Regions from separate parts of the Mus musculus genome. Here region 1 is linked to region 2. The links are chromatin contacts, called in public Hi-C maps. All regions are on one chromosome and are shown on one strand. Each heading gives the region's core, a stretch centred on a gene start, on an enhancer-like site or on the middle of the called end of the contact. The rest is flanking DNA. Distances are from core to core; before and after follow the strand shown. Region 1 holds the start of Stim2 (stromal interaction molecule 2). Region 2 holds the start of Tapt1 (transmembrane anterior posterior transformation 1).

The links. Hi-C and Micro-C count contacts between places; a contact is called where the count stands out from the background.
Region 1: a contact with region 2 is called in a Hi-C map of CD8 T cells, with 4 times the contacts expected there. The contact joins the promoter of Stim2 here to the promoter of Tapt1 in region 2. A contact is called at or near these places in 2 of 484 Hi-C or Micro-C datasets (CD4 T cells and CD8 T cells).

Annotation. Positions count from the first base shown.
Region 1 is chr5:53,996,146-54,002,208 of GRCm38.p6, reverse strand. Stim2 (stromal interaction molecule 2) reads right to left here and starts at 3,686. Exons shown (of 12, transcript NM_001081103.2): 1 at 3,175-3,686. The coding sequence starts at 3,325. It overlaps Gm30601 (a long non-coding RNA gene), which reads right to left. Exons shown (of 2, transcript XR_376962.2): 2 at 5,596-5,807.
Region 2 is chr5:44,224,604-44,230,143 of GRCm38.p6, reverse strand. It overlaps Tapt1 (transmembrane anterior posterior transformation 1), which reads left to right and starts at 3,538. Exons shown (of 14, transcript NM_173764.3): 1 at 3,538-3,730. The coding sequence starts at 3,541.

The DNA of each region.
Region 1 (6,063 bases), core at 2,437-4,936, 9.8 Mb before region 2:
GTTAAGATTTTAATACATCTAAAAGACATACCTTAAATTTTTCATTTTATACTCCTGTAATATACCAAATAGGTGAAGTGATAAAATCTTAAGATAAAATATTTATATAAGCACTAAAGAATGTTACTGTAATTGATTCAAAATTATAGAGTATTTTAAAGCTAATGTTGGTTGTTTAAAAATTCTGAAACAATTAGCTGTGTGTGTATATGTTTAAAAAAAAACAGTGTTGTTATTCTACATATTTTCCCAACCTGAGCTTTCTGTGCATACACATACATATATATGCAGAGACAGAGAGTGAAGAGGCAGAGAGATAGCTTGCATACTTTTGCCCTTCCATGATTTCTCAGAAACAATTATTTCAATATTTTGATGAGCTCAACCACTCCACTCTGGCTCAATCCATTGATGCTGTATATATTAAACAAAAAAGGTTTTCAAAAGTACGGATTTAAAATATCCTCTGTCTACTCCAGCCTTCAATCCTTAATCTGAATTAGGTTTTAATCATGTGGATTACTTTTTTAACTAAAAATATAAACATGCATATGCACATATACAATTTAAATATTTTACTATGTGATATTATAAATATTGGTTCTATATTACTACAACATGTAAGACAATGGATCTATTGATTTTGATGGTATCATTGCCTATCTCTGCAAGAATACTTTTGTTGTTGTTGTTCAAAACTAAGAACAAGCCAGACTTAAAGATAATTTGTTCTAAAAATACACCAACATAAGACCCTTGGAAGTAAGCTTCAATGTAAAGGTGTGTTCTGGACTGTTTTAATAAAAAGCAAACGCCTCAGAAGCTCCTAACGGTTAAGTATTAAAAGTGCTAATCTGGGAAGGAAAACAGAGAATGGGGTCGCTGTCAGTTTATGAAACTATTAGACATGTCAACAGTGAGACAGCCACTTTCACAGGGAACCCCGGAGAAAAATTCTCTCACAGTTCTTTCACAAGTTTTCAGATTGCAAAATCCACATAAAATGTAGTTCTCTCATATGCTCATGTCTGCATCTATCCATTAACACTGTCTGGAATGTAACAGGGTTTGCCTGTGGCTCCACTTCCTGAAGTGTGAAGTATCGCCATCCATTTATGTCCCAGGTTTAATAAAACAAATGGAGCCATAAAAGAGAACTACCCACAAAAACTATTAAATGAGAAAGGGCCTTACAGAGGCCATACAATTCAAAGCATTTTTCAACACATTCTACTTTCACAAGTCATTTTTCAATCTACATTTCCCTAAACACCAGCCCTGCTGACTGTATTTTCATAAACTTATTAAAATTCTATTATTCAACTTAGATACTGAGCAGTTGTAAAATCTGAAACTTTAAGTGGAAATGTTTAACGTTTTAAAATTAATATTTGAACATAAGGGGAAAAAAAGAGATCTTTTATAAACAGAAATAATTCCGAGGTCAACATTTCAGCAAATTTATTAAAAAGCACGACAGCACAACTTCACTTTGTGTGATGATCTTTCCCACTAAGAATCACTGCGTCTTTTCAACTGTGCCATAAATAACTACAGAGAAAATTAAAAGGGTTACAGCTTATTAGAAGTCCATCTGCGCTGATTTCTTGATGTTCTCAGTAAAACATACTTGCTTGAAGAGTCAATAAACACCAAAGTTCTAGATCACTTGCCTCTCTGTCAATCACATTTGTTAAGGCATTATGTAATCAAACATTTCTGCCAAAGAGGTGGGGGGACCCACACTACTATACCATTTAGAAGCTAACGTTCCACTCCTAGGGGAGACAATAAGCCCTCAACCTACACTCTAGTGTAGGTTTTAACTAGTTTAACACTGTTCCCTTCCACACTTGCCATATTTTTGTTAGAAAATAACTATTTGAGCATGAAACCACCCAATATATCCCTCCCTACATACTACGTCCCTAAAGATCATTCTATAATCCTTTATCCAAGGCAACCAGTGATGACTTGCCTGGTTCAACTGACCAGGATCTGGTAAGTTTTTTGAGTACCTTGAGTATGCTAATCATTATGCTCTATACCCTCCAACTCTCAAAGTGCCTGACAATGCTTACCGACATCCTTCTTCTGTCTGCAACAGGAAATAGCCTGTCACAGAACTCAGAGGAAAGCTGCTATGATCTAAAGACTCCTGAACACTTTGCTGAGCAGCTGTTAGTAACTCCCAGACGCCTGTTGGGCTACCACTGCAGTTAAATTAACAGTGAATCATCTTATTCCTCTTTAATCCTGCTGTTCTTCCAGAAAACCTAGAGATCTACCTTAAAAATAAACACAGCAGCAAGAAAAATAAGTTACTCTACCTCCAGCACTGTGCCCCAGGAAATCATTTCAGGACCTTTACATCACTGCTTAAACCACACCAGATCAGTTATATAAGACAACGAAGGCTGTAAAAGCATACAATTTTCTACTTAACCTTACCAAACATATTTGCAAGTTTTCAGTAAGTGCTAGAACGTTCTGTGTTTAAAAAAGGTACTGGTGCACTCCATCAGAACTATGCTGCCCAAATCCACGTCACAAATATCCTGCACTTGGTAAATTGTAGGTGTGTTTCTGGTTACCTGCTGCGCTTTCTGCACCCTTTGTCACCCAGTGATGCTCTCAAACAGCATATACTTTCCATCCCTTAAAGCGTCCTCGTACCCCCACAAAAACACACCAGACTTTGACGTTTCTTCATACTAACACAGAACCACTAGTGCCACTAGGTGCTGTGGCTCTCAAAGAATCTCTTCAGCAGCTTCCCCTGGGACAGGGCGCTCAGCCCGGCTCTCGATCGGTAAGAAGCTGCCAGCCGCCTTTGCAAAGGCAACAGGGGCCAACTCCATACCGCATTGCTGCTGCTGCTGCCGCCGCCTACTTTCTTTGGCGGCTTTGGGAAGAGGGGAAATGAGCCCAGTCCCCTACAGACCCCACTGGTCCCTTCGGCAGCACGAAAGAGAAACCACTGCATTGCTCAGCTGGGAAGCTCGCAGGAGCCCACTAAGGGCGAAGAAAGCACAGTAGAGGCGCCAGTCGGTGGACTAGGAAGGCGTCCGAAGTGCGACGACCGGCGCCAAGGCAACCGCTAGGCGCCCTCTCGGGGGATGGGGTCCTGCCGGGAGTCCCGCCAAGCCTGCCCGTCGCCCGCACGGGCCTCACCTGTCAGCAGCGCCTGGCGCTCGCCCGCAGCCGCAGCCGAAGGAGACGCCGCCGCTCCGGCCGATCCCGACGCGCGCCGCCCGCGGAGGTGCCGGGGCACCAGATCGCATCCGTCCGCCACGCCGGCCACCAACAACCCGAAGAGCAGCATTGCTGCCCAGCGCCGCCGGAGAGGGCGGCCCGAGGCCCGGCCCGGTGCCACGGCGGGAGGAGCGCTCACAGGAGCCGCCGGCCACTCGCTCACCGCCAGCTGCCCGGGGCCCGGCCGCCTCGGAAGCGGACTCCCGCCGGGTGCTGACCCGCTCCCTTCACCGGCGGCCCGCGAAGCTCGGCTCGCCGCCGCGTTCATTGGTTCCGGTTATTTAAAAAAAAAAAAAAAAAAAAAAGTGGGGGAGCGCAGTGGTACGGCGTCTTCCGACCCAGCGCGACACCCGCGCAGCTGCCGCGGCGACACCGGGATCCGCTGCTCTGGCGCGGCCAAGCCCCAGCCCAGCGCCCGCGCCGCCGCCGCGGCGCATCCCCCCGCCCCCTCCGGCCCGCGCCCGCCGTAGTACCACGCTCGGCCGGGCCACCTCCCTCCCCTCACACACTCGCTCTCATACCAATCCCCCGCCTCCCTCAGCCCCGCCACGGCGCAGGCGCAACGCCGCGGCACTGCGCGTGCGTGGTCGTGGGCCCCGCCCCTAGGGGCGTTCCCAGACCGATAGGCGGGGCGTGGGACAGCCGCCCAGGCTGTGCTTCAGGAGCCAGAGAAGCTGAGCGGGAGGAAGGAGTGAGTCTCGCCCACGCCGTGATCTGATGATGGGCAGCCTGGAGACCTGGATAAAGCGTATCGACGTCGCAGATCCTCTGAGTGCTTTAACCCCGTGGGTCAAAAAAAACCTTGCAGTGGGAAACAGCGGCCTCCCCTAACTTGGATGTTGGTGGGGGTTACCGGTTGCCAGCTTTGTAGAAGCGGAGGGAAACCCAGCCTAGCTTTGTATTTACTTGACAAACATTTGGCAAAGCGCATACCTTGTGCCAGAGTGCTAGGAATTTCTCTAAGCAATTTACAGTGGCATAGTGTAACTCAATCTCATCGCCATTTTACATGTGACGAAACCCAAGCGCTGAAATGTTAAAATAGCTTAACCAACCCACCGGCCCATAGCTAATAAATGGACATGGCCCGATTTATCAACTACTGAATGGAAATGTTCGAATAATGTGCTCTAGCTTCTTACTATTTTCCATGCTGACACTGAAGGCAGTCACTGCCACTCATCTGCCAAACCACCACTTCTATAGACTGCCAGCTGAACAGGTTGCCCCAACTACAACATAGACTTGACCATTTTGCTTATCTGCAATGAAGCAGTTTTGTGGATGCTCTTGCAATTCTGCTCCAGATCCAATTGATCTAAAAGGGGAAAAGAACCGGAATCTATTTCTTCAAGTAGATGCTACCATTGCAATGGGACTATGTTGTTGTTATTGTTGTTGGCTGTTTTTTTATTTTGTTTCAATTGTGGTAGGAGTCCTCAGGATGTGACCCAGGTAAATGGCACTCAGAGGCAAGCTACATACCTCAGAGACCCATATCAAAGCATTTCTTCAGAAAACCTTTGAAATGTAAAAGGAGGTGTTGAACACACACACATATTTAAGAACTCGAAGCTAGGATTGTTAAGAACATAGGTCTGACTACTGTTGGATTTTGTTGTTGGCTTGCAGTTTAGATCAGTTTGTTCCAGAAGTCAAGAAGTCAAATACATAACAATTCCTTAGGAAGCTTGACCAAAAGAATGTCGGGTAGTGGAAGAGGAAGATGCACACTGCAGAAAAGAATCAGGAATAATAACAAGGCTAATCAACCACAATTATTTCTTGACATACTTCTTAGGGGCATTATGTTGGAGGGTGGGGCCGTTCCTTACCGGGCAACAGTAAGTTTCTATTTTGCTTGCTGAAAGGCAGTGAAGCCTTGTGTTTGCTGAGTAGACAGAACTGCTAGGCACCGGATAACCAGGAAGTAAATAAGTTCCTTTCCTACTCTACAGGAGGCATCATTTAATTCATCAGTATTTACTGAACATCTCATATACGCCGAGCAAAGTATTATACGGTGGGGTATTATATTCAGCAGACTAAGAAACACTTGGAAATGTCAAATAAGTCAGAACTTGAAGCTCTAAAATTGCTAACAGTCCTTTCCTAGGGAACTTTACCATCTTGGACAGGAGATACAATTTTTGTCTATTACCTTATAGATTCTTACACGGTTCTGACTCGGAATTAGTTCCTAACGTGGGTAGTACAAACTATGTTACAGCAATAACAATATAAAACCAGGAAAAACTAGCAATCCACTGGGCCCGAGCTTCTTTAAACAAAGATGGCATACGATTTCTTTCAAACACAGGGCACACTGAGACCCGATAATGGATTTGGAATCATAAATGTTTATTTCTCTCTAGTGGGACCACAGGTAAGGAACCAGCATTCACCATAGCGGCCTCTCTCAGATAGACACGGGCTAGAATAAACCCTCTATTTTATAGATCTGTTTTATGGGTACCGATGTTTCTGGCTGCGCAGCCGTGGTGCACACTGTTACTCAGGGGCACATTGTTCCGGTGCATCATAGCATAGGCCTAGGGAACAGGCAAGAGCAAGTCCATTACTTTGAAAAAAAAAAAAAAAAAACCCATCCGTAGAATTAGATCGAGAATTACACTTGCAAAGTGTACACATAAACACAAGACTTGAGGCGGTGATAATCACGTCCTCTGCCCAGGTTCCCTTTCCTTTCCCTGGTAACCTAGAGCTTCCTGCCTGGTGCTTCTCTTGCCAAATTCCATCAAAATCTTCCTGGAACCCCTTTCCCTTGTTGGCCACCCTACTCCTACA
Region 2 (5,540 bases), core at 2,289-4,788:
GATGGCGATACATGCCATCATGTCCTAAGTCCAGCACTCAAGGAAGGCAGGCAGATCTTTGAGTTCAAGACCAGCCTGGTCTACGGAAAATGTTCCAAGACAGCCAGGGCTATACAGACAAACCCTACCTCAAGTAAGTAAATAAGTAAATAAGCAAAGCCTACCTTTCAGAACTCACTATCTTTGTCCAAATATCTCTTTTAGCAAAGGATTATTAGAACAGAATGTTTCGTATAATTTTCAGAGTTTGAATTACTGTGATCTCAGTCAAATATCCTCATGCTGAGCAAATACATAGGAATAAGATTTTGCTGGTTACTGTTAAGTTGAAATGGGCATATTACAATCAAAGGCATATTCAGTGGGGTTATTTCTTCTAAAAATAAACAAAGTTAATTTCTATGGAGCAAACCCAGAGAGGATAAAACACCATGAGACTCAGTTATAGGGGGAGAAAAGATTGGCAAAGGTAGAAGACACTACTGAAGCCCAGAAATACAATGAACCCCCACCAATTCGCTGCAAGCCTTACTATAGACACAATAGTATATTTTTATTTCTAACCTTACAGTGAAGCTGTTTAGATTTTTTAAAAAAGGCCTCAACTCTTAAGCGTATCTATAATACCAGCACTTGGGAGGATGAGGTTGGAGGATCATTGAGTTTAAGGCCAATCTGGCCTAAGTGAAACTTTACCTCCAAAACAAACAAACATTCAAAAGCAGGAGAGGTGGCTCAGCAGTGAAAAACTCTTGCAGAAATCCTGGGTTCAGTTTCTAGCACCCACATAATAGCTTACAACCATCTGTTAATTCTCGTTTTAGGGGATCCAATGTCCTCTTCTGGGCTCCAGGCACATACCACACATACATGCACACAGGCAAAACACCCATATCCACATAAAATAAATCTTTAAAAAAAAAGTATCATCACCACCAAGAAATATACAACTTTTTCTCTGAAGATAAAACAGCAAATGAATTAAACTCAGGGCTACAGCTTCAGAAGGAAATACTGACTTCCATGTTGCCCGAAACAGAAGCCATGCATCGTCAGAGCAGATTTCTGGTGGAGTCCCACGGGCTTCACTAGCCATGTGACTTCTGCCTCTGCAGCTACATGACTGAAACACACTCCAGCCATCTCTTCCAGTCCTAACATTTCAGCCACCCTCAAATAACACCGGGGAGTAGTGTCCTTTGGAACACTCACTGGAATAATCTTAGAAGCTTGCTTGCTCCTGGAGAACCTGAGGCTGGAGTAGCAAACCACAGCTTAGAGCCCAGAAGTCCAGCCTACATCCACCAGTTAGTTCTCCCACATCAACAAATAAAGGAGTGCAGAGAAAAGAAAGAGGGCACATAGAGCTATGGAAATCTTTGATGTGTTATCAGTACAGTTATTGTGCTTTCATTTCTTTTTTTCAAGTTTTAGACCAGGTACAAAGTGACTCTAGTTAAGGATTTCATACATTTCCTATAAATCTTGATAATATCAACAGGCTAATCTAGCTTTTTAAACTACATTGCACAAGGATCTAAAATGGGGAATGCATACACTTTGGCATAGTTGTGATGGTTTAAGAGGTCCTTGCAGTCTGGCCCAAATGTGATTTCATGGTAGGGGAAATAGAGCAGAAAGAGGCTCACCTCTGCTCATTTGGTCAAACACTGAAAGTCAGAGAGTCCAGGTCTTTCCACAATGACGGATGTTTTCATTAGAGTTTTTGTTTATTTTGTTTTTGTTTTTACTCAAGAAAAGTGAGAGGCACTCATTTCAAACAACCTAGGGTTAAAAGATATGCTGCATGTGCTATCAAGAGATTAATTCACTTAATAGTGGCAAACTAAAAACATCATAAAGTATTCCAGCTTGTCACAAAAGAGAAATAGTACCCTTTTGCCCTATAATATATCCATGCCAAAGTCACAAAACTAAACGTTCTGTACTATGTAAGGTGTTTGCATCTTAAGGTTATTTGTAACCTAACTTCAAGCTTTCTGGATGCTTCCTTATTTTGGGGTTTGATAGTATCGAACCAGGAAAATCTCTGAGGAACATATAAATAGCAACCAAATATAATCTTTATAAAGGAAAGACATAGTCTTAGGTTTCTAGCAATATCATTTTAAAACAGGAGTTTTTAAATAGCAACCCTGACAGGGCCCCTCTCCCTTCTTTGACTATTTAAGATTTGGAACACAGATAATAAACTTAGGTTGGAGGAAACCTTACAGTATATAAAACTCTGTGTCTTTTGATTTTCATGATGCTGGAGCTTTGTCAAGGGCACTGTTTTTAAGATCCAGTTTTACCAAATAAAACCAAACTGACTTTAAATAATATTCTCTGCAGTGTTTGGTTTTCCACAATGTAAAGTTTACATTGAATTGGGATTGGGATTTCTTGGACTTTGCAAGTTCCTCTTTAACCCTCCTATCCCTTCATCCCGCCCTACTGTCAAATGGCCTTGCTGCAGTACAGTACAGAAAAGTTGCGGAGTTTGCAATCGGGTATCTAGCTTTCCATCTCTAAGGCTCTCCTGGATGTTCTAGGCCTGCTCCATCGCTTCTCGGCTTAAGTGTAGGGCAGTTTAGAGAGTGAAGAGGTATTTGCTATGCTTCTACTCATTTAAAAAGTTGCCACAATGCAGGTTAATTCCGAAGTGGGCATGAAGGCAATCCAGGGGCCACCGCGTGCGTTACAGGAGCGCACAGCAAGAATGTAGGAATCCCAGGTGAAGGTCTTCCAAGGCTGAGGCGGATTCATTTGCACCCAGCGAGCATCCGTTGGTCTCAGCGCGGCTATCCGTGACTACCAGTGAGGGGGTAAGGGTCACAAGTCTCACGGCAAGCGGTGACAATCTGACAGAACCAGGCCGCCTTGGCTGCCACCCGCAGTCACATAACCCTATTCCCGAAAGGCAACCCAGAATGTCCCCGGCGCTTTAGGCGCATCGAGCACTTTGCCCGTCGGGCCGAGTCCCCCACCTGTTGGCACGCTCCCCCGAGCTAGGCTTTGGACACTGTCCACGGACAGGGAATGTGACAGACGATCATAAATATGCAGGAGAGATGCAGCCAAGACAGCAGAGCCACCGGGTCGGCGCCGGCGGGAGCCACAGAGCTGGAGCCCGGCCCCAGTCGCCGTGCAGCCAAGGCCAGGCGGGTCGCGCCGGCGCACTCCGGCCACCGCACGGGCACAAGGGGCTCCGGCCGCGCGGACAACCACGCCGAGCCCCGCTGCCGCCCACCGTCCCCCACCGCGCGACCCGGCGGCATGGAGCCCGGCGCGGCGCCCCGGTCCGCAGAGCCCGCCGCGCGCCACGGCGACGGCAGGAAGAAGATGGCGGCGGCCGTGGCGGCGGCCACCGCGGCCTCCCACGCGCCGCTGACGCCAATGGCGCGCGCCGGCCGGCGGGCTACGGATGGCGGCTGCCCGGGCGAGGGGCGGGGCGAGGCGGCGAGGGGGCCGGCGGGAGGCGGAGGCCGGGCGGGCGGCTGGAGGGAGGTGGCGGGGACAGTGTGTGGCTCTCGGAACATGGCGGGCGTCTGCGACGCGGCCGCCCCGGGAGAAGGCGGCGGTGGCGGCGCGGACGGCCCCGAGCGGACCGGCCGCGGCGAGGCGGAGCAGCCGGGTGGTGGCGGCCATGGGCCCGCGCCCCAACACACCGAGACGCTGGGCTTCTACGAGAGCGACCGGCGGCGGGAGAAGCGCCGCGGCCGCGCAGGTGAGGCGAGCGAGCGAGCGGGCGGGCGGGCGGCACTAGGCCGCGGCGGGCTACCGAGGGGCCGACCGGGCTGTGGTGGCGGGGACGCCAGCGCCTTCCCTCTGCGCGCGGAGCGGCCGCGGCTCCGGTGGCTCCCATGTCCCCACGGCCGGTGACAGCTACCCCGGCGGCTAGTGCGCGCGGCCCGACGTTCCCGCAGCCATCCCCGAGCCAGGTGCGCCCGGGAGATCGTCGGTCCCCGGTCCCCGAGAGTTCGCGACCGGCCTCAACAGTGACAGGCATCTCCCACATCCGAAGGAGGTCAAAAATGGGAAACGCAGGGCTTTCTAGGCGATGTCAATGCCGAGGTGACTCTTCCCCCTATGGTTTTATGCGAAGTTGAGTCTCGGAAACCTGTTAACTTGCCCGCCGAATCCATTTTTCGTAGACTCAGCTGACAGTGTGGTCGTGACCGTGAAGTTCAGCAGTTTTCTCTCAAACAGAAATGTGCGGCACCCCTTAAAATGTTACATGTGGAGTTTTCCTAAACTAAAACTTAAGCCAGAAGAAACAGTTTGTCACACAAGAAAATACGTACCACTTTTAAGCCCTACTGTCCATAAGCTCTGAAGCATACTGTTAAAATATTACAATCCCCTGTGTTCAAGGATCTTATTAAGAACTTTTAACAGCTTTGGTATTTACACTGAAGCGTTCTATTAAGCCCGGAAGCAAAAGGGAAAGTTTTGGCTTGGCCGTTTCATTGGGTATAATAGTGATTGCATTTTAATTCTTGCATCGTAGATCCAAGATCTTGGACAGCAACTTGATGACATTTCTTCCAACTTATTCTGAGCTAATGCAGTGGAATAAGGTCCTGCAGCTTATATAAATACTCGTTCAAGTTATAAGGTTGACTCCATTCACTATGGGTATTGAAATTATAGGAGTCCTAAAAGTCTGTAAGACTGGTGGATAGATCCTGATAGACTTGCTAATTCTCAGAATTGGACATAGAGTTTTGCATCAGTCTCCATATCTTTGAAAACTCAGGCACCAGCTGTGTGCCTTGTTTGTTTGGTTTTTTTTTTCCCCCTTTATTTTCTATTTGGTTTAGTTGTCAGTTAAACACTTGCTTGCAGGAATGTTTGCTTTCTAAATTGGCAATACCTAAGTAAACCAAAGTCTTCAATCTCTCAGCCGCTTGTTCACTTAGACTTGACTAGGGCAAGCAAATAGATGCGACCAGGTTTCACTACGGTTTCTTTGAAATCTTTTCAAGCTTCAGGAAAGCCTTTATGTTGTTTGCATGAAGAAAGACAATGAAGCTGTGCAGAGCCTTTGGTGAACACAGACCTTGAACTTCTGAAGTGAAGTGCATTTATTCTTCCCTGGTACTAACACAGACCTTGAACTTTTGAAGTAGTGAGCACCCCTGGGCTGAGCTGGATACTTGGACTTGTATAAATTTAACATCATAGCACACACTCATTCATCACAGAGGCAGTGCACTGAGCATCATATACTTAACAGGTTTAAACCTGGATTTTCAACCTGCAGTGGCAGAAAGTCCTTACTAGGGAGCCGGCATGAAGCCGTGGCTATTGGGGTGGCCCTCCTTGTTTCCATCAGTCTTGTATGAGGGAAAAGATAGTGGTTACTCCCGCTTTGGTAGATGGCATTAGGGATCTAGGCAGGCATCCCAGGAACATTTCAGAAGTACCAGCCAGTGGTTTTCCTGTGTGGACTCGGTGTGAACCACCTTCTTCTGACCCCTGGTGTCTGTTCTAAGAGCCAGGAAGCTCTCACTGTTGCTGATGCATGTCTACCT